Regions from separate parts of the Columba livia genome. Here region 1 is linked to region 2. Evidence: chromatin contacts called from public Hi-C data. All regions are on one chromosome and are shown on one strand. The core of a region is the stretch at or near the end of the contact, and the rest is flanking DNA. Distances in the headings are between cores, read along the strand shown.

Region 1 (2,902 bases), core at 69-2,568, 230 kb after region 2:
TAACGTGATGCAGAGAAAATTTTTATTGGATGAATTTTCAAGTCGAGTTTAAAATAATAATATGATCCTGTTTTTCTTTGGCAGAGTATCAAGAAGAAAAACACAAGTAAACAAGAGATGAGCACATACCTGCGATTCATAGTGTCTCGTATGAAGGAGCGGGTGAGTCTGAAATGGGGCAGTTTATCCAAGTGTTGGGTTGCACTGCAGAGGATGGAGGGGGGAGGAGGGCGGCATTTTATTTCCGCTGTCATGAGCGGTATGTGTATTTGAACATACGCTTAACCATGTCTCATTGCTCGAATTAGTACCATTCTGGCAGCAGCAGTTTATGCCATGGGCCTGTGGCTCCTCTGAAATGGACATTTTTCAGGTTTGAGACACGTGTAATCTGTCTGATTGTGGATCTACACTTTGGCCTTGTGTATTTCCCATCTGAAATATTCCAAACTATTTCATTTTTTGAATCTTTGTTGTGTTTTAAGCAGAGTCTAAATGCAATAACTTACACAGTCTCATGGTCCTTTCAGGCTATAGATCTAAACAAGAAAGGGAAGGACAACAAACACCCAATGTATAGAAGGCTGGTGCACTCAGCAGTTGATGTTCCTACTATACAGGAGGTAGAGTGACTTGCTTTCTAAATTCCATACTGTTTATGGTGTCTTTTAACAGTGAAGATAAACCTTAAGCACTAATCCTGTTTAATTCTCCATATGATCAGTAGTTCAGTATTGTGTCCAGTGTTGGAAATGGGAGCTTAAAAGTCAAACTCTTCCTCATAAATGGGTAACCAAATGAAACCATTCTGAGTGGTGCCTAGTTTTCAGACACAATATCCTCAATTCCTTTTGTATAAAGGTTTTAGTGGGAGCTGTAGGTAGCTGAAATCCTCAGAGAAAGTACCCTTTAATCTAAGTCATTGAATGTGGACTTGAGGGCCCATGTGTGCATATCTGGCCCAGTGTTTTTGATCATATTCCAATTTGAGTCATTAAGGCTTTGTGTAGGCGGCAACTTGATAAACATCTAAATGATTCATAAAGAACCAATTGTTCTGTTGATCATGAAAAAACAGACTCACTTAAAACATCTGTTTTGCATTAATTGTTCCAAAAATAAAGTACTAGTAAATATGTTGTCCTTTTTTCCTGAACCAAAGTCTGACCATGACTCATGTAAATCAACTGCACATGACCTAAATGAACAGCATATTAATCTGTATTCATTGCTGCAACTGGATTGCTGTGCAATGCTGTAATATACATTGCCCTTTACAGCCATAGGTGTGAAAAGCCTTTGTTTTATTGTTGTTACTGAAACAGATGGATAAACAAGAGCTTCACTGGCAGTTTTGGAGACCAGCACTACTGGCTGGCTTGAAGTACTGATAACAATGGTTGAGCCTGAAAATAGGTCAGGCCTTCCTTTCACTCTGTCACCTTCACCAGCTTCCACAGAAGGTCTTTTGGCCTTGATAACATCCCAGTAGCTTCATGATTTGTTTGATGATTGGAGTTCTCATAGGTGTTCTTGACAGAGCTGAGCTGAAAATGCCACATTCTTTATCAGACAAAAGACCATAGTAGGTATTAATTAAATGAGCTGTGTGGCTCCGTGTAGGCATTTGTTAGGAGTTTCAAAGACTTAAGACAATCAGCCTTCATCAGGAAACACGCACTGTCAAGTGAAGATCCTGGAAGTGTAAAGGCAGTCAACATTCATTTGGAACTAGCTGGTGTTTTAAGGTACAAAATTTTCACCTCAGGGAGTGCATTTTAATTTCAACAAGTGTTCTGGGCCACACCTTATGATGCAGCTACCCCAGATTTATGGTGTTATAACCAAGAGATTTTTCTTTTCAAACGTAGTCGAGTATTAAAGCACCTGTTTTACTTCTGGGCATTGCATAAAGGGACCAATGCAGCCAGTGTTCAGGTACTAACAAACCGTGTCAGAGTTGTAAGTATTCCTTCTGTATGCAGGGAAGGCAGCATTGGTCTGTGTTGCATAATGCACATTTCTGTGGCAGCTGCTCTGCATAGCACAGCTACAGCACTTTTAGCAGTTTTTTCACAGTCCTGTGTTTTCTTTTGTGTAGAAAGTAAATGAAGGAAAGTACAGGAGTTATGAGGAGTTCAAAGCAGATGCTCAGCTGCTCCTACACAACACAGTGATTTTCTATGGAGGTAAAGTACTACGTTTACTGCTTGCTTTATTTGGTTTATCTTTACCTGTAGGAGACTCACTGCTTCAGGATTGAATGTGGTATTAGATAATCTTAAATGTGGATGAGGTCATTTGAGAGCCCTTAAAAATCAAAGTAAGCTGTGAGAGGACTTTGCAGGGTCTTTTCTGGACCACCTACTACGTAACCATTTTCATATTCTCTGACTGAACCTGTTAATGGGATTTGGTACCTTTGCTATCCTGTTTTTTCTGCACCCTAAGTCATAAGTCAGATATACTGCAGATTTCTGCCAGTATACATGTGATGTTCTAGGGTGGAAAGAGGTCTGATCTCTGATGTGCTTTGTCAGCAGAAATATACGTATTATAGACACATATTTTTCACTCGTGGGCTGTATCAGCCATATTGTGACAGCAAGTCCAGCTACATCCACACTAGGAGTGTCCTGGTGGTGCAGTGTGTGGAGGTACAGACATCAGACAAGCTGCCAGCCACTGGGGAAGTAAAAAGTGAGTGTTTGATATGGCGGGACAGTCTGATTGGAAATGGAAAAACACCACCACCATGTCCAGAAGCCATAGCCAGGTGCTGCAGAGCCATCCTCTGAGGAAGGACGTGGTTCTCCCCGCAGACATGGTTCACATCAGGGAGACTGGGAGGAGACTGGGACCAATCTATTTGCAGCATCAGAAGATTCACACTGGTTTTGGT
Region 2 (2,835 bases), core at 118-2,617:
CAGGTTATCCTTTGTAACCACCGAATACAGAACCGTGTGCTGTGTTGCACATTTTAAAGGTACACAGCTGGCAATCCAGCTGAGGACTCTTGTGTTTTTAGTGACTTAACAATTTTTAAGGCATCCAGAACAGCAGTTTGACTGGAAATACACTTCTGACAAGCAGCTTATGTTTACCCTCAGCATTGTTTCCCGACTTACGGCAAACATCATCCAGTATTTTAGATTTATGGTAACAAAATACGGAAAAATTTAGAGGGCGGGTTTTGTGTTTTTTTTTTTTTTTTCATAAATAACGTTTCTAACGACATTATAGATTCTGACAAACAACTGAAGAAATGCTTAAAAATATAAAGATGTTAAAAGCAGATGCCCTAAATTTGAAGTCTTTAATAGTCTGAATGCTTTGTACATTGTTACCTGGTTGCACGTGTTAACGACAAATTAAACACTCGGGGTTTTAATCACCATATTATGATTGCTAACGACCCTCCAGACGGTACCAGGACAGCGCTCTGTGAAAACTCTTAGCAAACTAGTGGCCACCGGTTGCCGGGAAAAACAGCGGGGAACAAGTGACTCGGCGACAAACGGTGCCAGCCCCGCTCTGCCGCGAACGGGGACCGGGAATGACGACCGGCATGGGGACCGGGCCCGGTCCGCGCTGCCCTGCCGGGGCGGAGCCTTCCCGGCCCCCGAGGAGTGCCCGGGGCTGCAGGGCAGCGCCCCGCCACCTGCGCCTCCGACCGGCCCGCCGCTGCCTGAGCGGCCCCGGAGAGCGCCGATGGGCAGGGAATTCCACCGGGGGCAGAAGCCCCCTCCCTGCGACATCCCCGCTTACCGGGGACACCCGATGAGCGCGACCGGCGGGACTCACTCGCTCCCGAAGTGCGGCGGGGCCGAAGTCTCCGCACCTGCTGCGGCTGAGCCCTGCGCTTCGGGGAGAGGGGAAGCTGTAAGGGAACCGCCAGCCCGCCGGGTACCGCACAGGCACCGCCGCAGGGGTCACCCCGTCCGCGATCTGGAGGGGCGAGTTTTACCGTTCCGCCGCGGGTGAGCGCGGGGTGACTTACCCGCCCCAAGCTCCAGCAGACGGAGAGGAGGAGGATCGGCAGGTTCTTCATGCCAGCCGAGAGCCGGCGGGCTCCGCTGCCCCGCGCCGCTCCGCGGGCGCCTTCCGAAGGCGGCGAGCAGGAGCCGGGTCCCGCCGCGGCACCATTCGGCCCGGGGGCCGCTGCCGGGGCGCCGAGCCGAGCTGAGCCCCCCGCCCCGCGGGCGGCCGCCGCCCTGCGGCTGTAGGCGGCTCCCGCACCTGCCCCCGGCCGCCTCCCGCTCCGGCGGCCGTCAGCTCCCTGCCCGCCGCCTCTCTGCGCTCAGCTCCTCCTCTAGCCCCCGGCTCCTTTCTCTCCCGCTTCTCCTCAGCCCCTCTCCTCCGCTTCCTTTTCTCCTCCTCCCTCTCCCTGCCGCGGTTGGTCCCTCCATAAGAGGTGCGAGACGTTCCCCTCAGCTGGGACGCCTCTTGGCCATCCTCAGGTGCTTCTCCGTCATCCCGGGCTGGTGCCGGGTTTTGGGAAGGGTTTACCCCGCTCGGCCCGTCCCCAGGTGCTGGATAAGTCCCCTCTTCTCCTGCACACACATTCAGAGAGGCCTGGGTGCCCGGACTGATGCCGGGATGCTTTTTGCCCGTGAAACCATTAAGATAATCGAGCACGTTTTTCCCCCAAGCTAGACACAGACAGAAACTCCCTCACAGATGTAAGTGAAGTGATCCCTAGCAGGGTCAGCCTTCTCCCTGGGCAGATCAGCAAATGTATTACAAAAGTTTTCTTCCCTCCAAGCTGTTTTTTTTTTTGAGGTCTCAGTACAGGATGAACAGTTTAAGGCAACCCTATATTATTGCCTGGCAGTTTACCAGGCATAGATCTTGGGGTTTCCCTCACAAGGCATATAAAATATATAATTGACATTTATGTTAGCCCATGCCTTTTGTTGTAGAAAAAACAGAGATTATATACTGGCTTTTAGCTGAGGATGAGAATAAATTAGAATTGTCTTTCCACTGTCCTATATGTGCTGTAATTTAAGTAGTATGTGTTAAAAGGAACTGAGTGGGCAACATAGGACTCCTAAATAGCCTTATGCCAGCCAAAATAATCAGCTATAAGCAAAGAAGTACACTTCCACAAAAAAAAAAGCTGAAGAGAATTTTCATTTTCTGGATGGATTTGGAAAAAAACATATATTGAGAAGAAAGACTTGATTATAACCTCTGTGGTATCATCAAAAAGAAATACCACAAACCATAATGGGCAGTGTTAAAACCTACATACTGAGACCAGAGGGAAACATTAATGGAGAGAGAAAAACTTCCTGTAGGATGGGATACGATTGAAAATATTTTCAGTGTAACAGAAAACAGTATCCTTTTGGATTTACTTTGATTTGTATGTGATAGGTGGACCGAAATGCCAAATTGCACCTACTTCTGAAACAGCTGGGTTGTGGAAGAACCTGGTTGTGCCTCTAATTCTGGGATTCCCAGAGTCCAACCAGACTCTCAGGTCAAACTTCTTGGAAATGGAGAACTGCACAGTGCAACCCCCCTGACTCCTGAGACTGATGTCCAAGGCTCGTCTTCTGGGTCCTGGTTATTGACACAAGCAATCTGAGGGTGCTCTTAGCAATTTCTCGAGAGCTATAGGTTTTTCCAGAATAACAATCTCAAAAACATTTCTCTAATCTTCTGTTTTACACAAATCTGATGTTGCAAGGCTTTGGAAATATCTGTTTTCTCTCTCATTAGAAGTTATTTCTTGCACTTTGTGATGACTGCCA

Evidence for each region. Hi-C and Micro-C count contacts between places; a contact is called where the count stands out from the background.
Region 1: a Hi-C map of crop shows a contact between it and region 2, with 4 times the contacts expected there. The contact joins the enhancer-like site here to the promoter of VIPR2 in region 2. A contact is called at or near these places in 2 of 2 Hi-C or Micro-C datasets (crop and liver).

Annotation. Positions count from the first base shown.
Region 1 is chr2:11,635,838-11,638,739 of bColLiv1.pat.W.v2, forward strand. It overlaps ZMYND11 (zinc finger MYND-type containing 11), which reads left to right. Exons shown (of 15, transcript XM_005498561.3): 5 at 85-162; 6 at 531-623; 7 at 2,102-2,189. Among named protein-coding and RNA genes, the nearest start is that of ZMYND11, 90 kb to the left of the region's middle. Within about 2 kb of position 1,319, at least 1 of the 3 cell types and tissues checked has an H3K27ac peak away from gene starts, as active enhancers do.
Region 2 is chr2:11,407,693-11,410,527 of bColLiv1.pat.W.v2, forward strand. VIPR2 (vasoactive intestinal peptide receptor 2) reads right to left here and starts at 1,368. Exons shown (of 13, transcript XM_065050482.1): 1 at 1,074-1,368. The coding sequence starts at 1,124.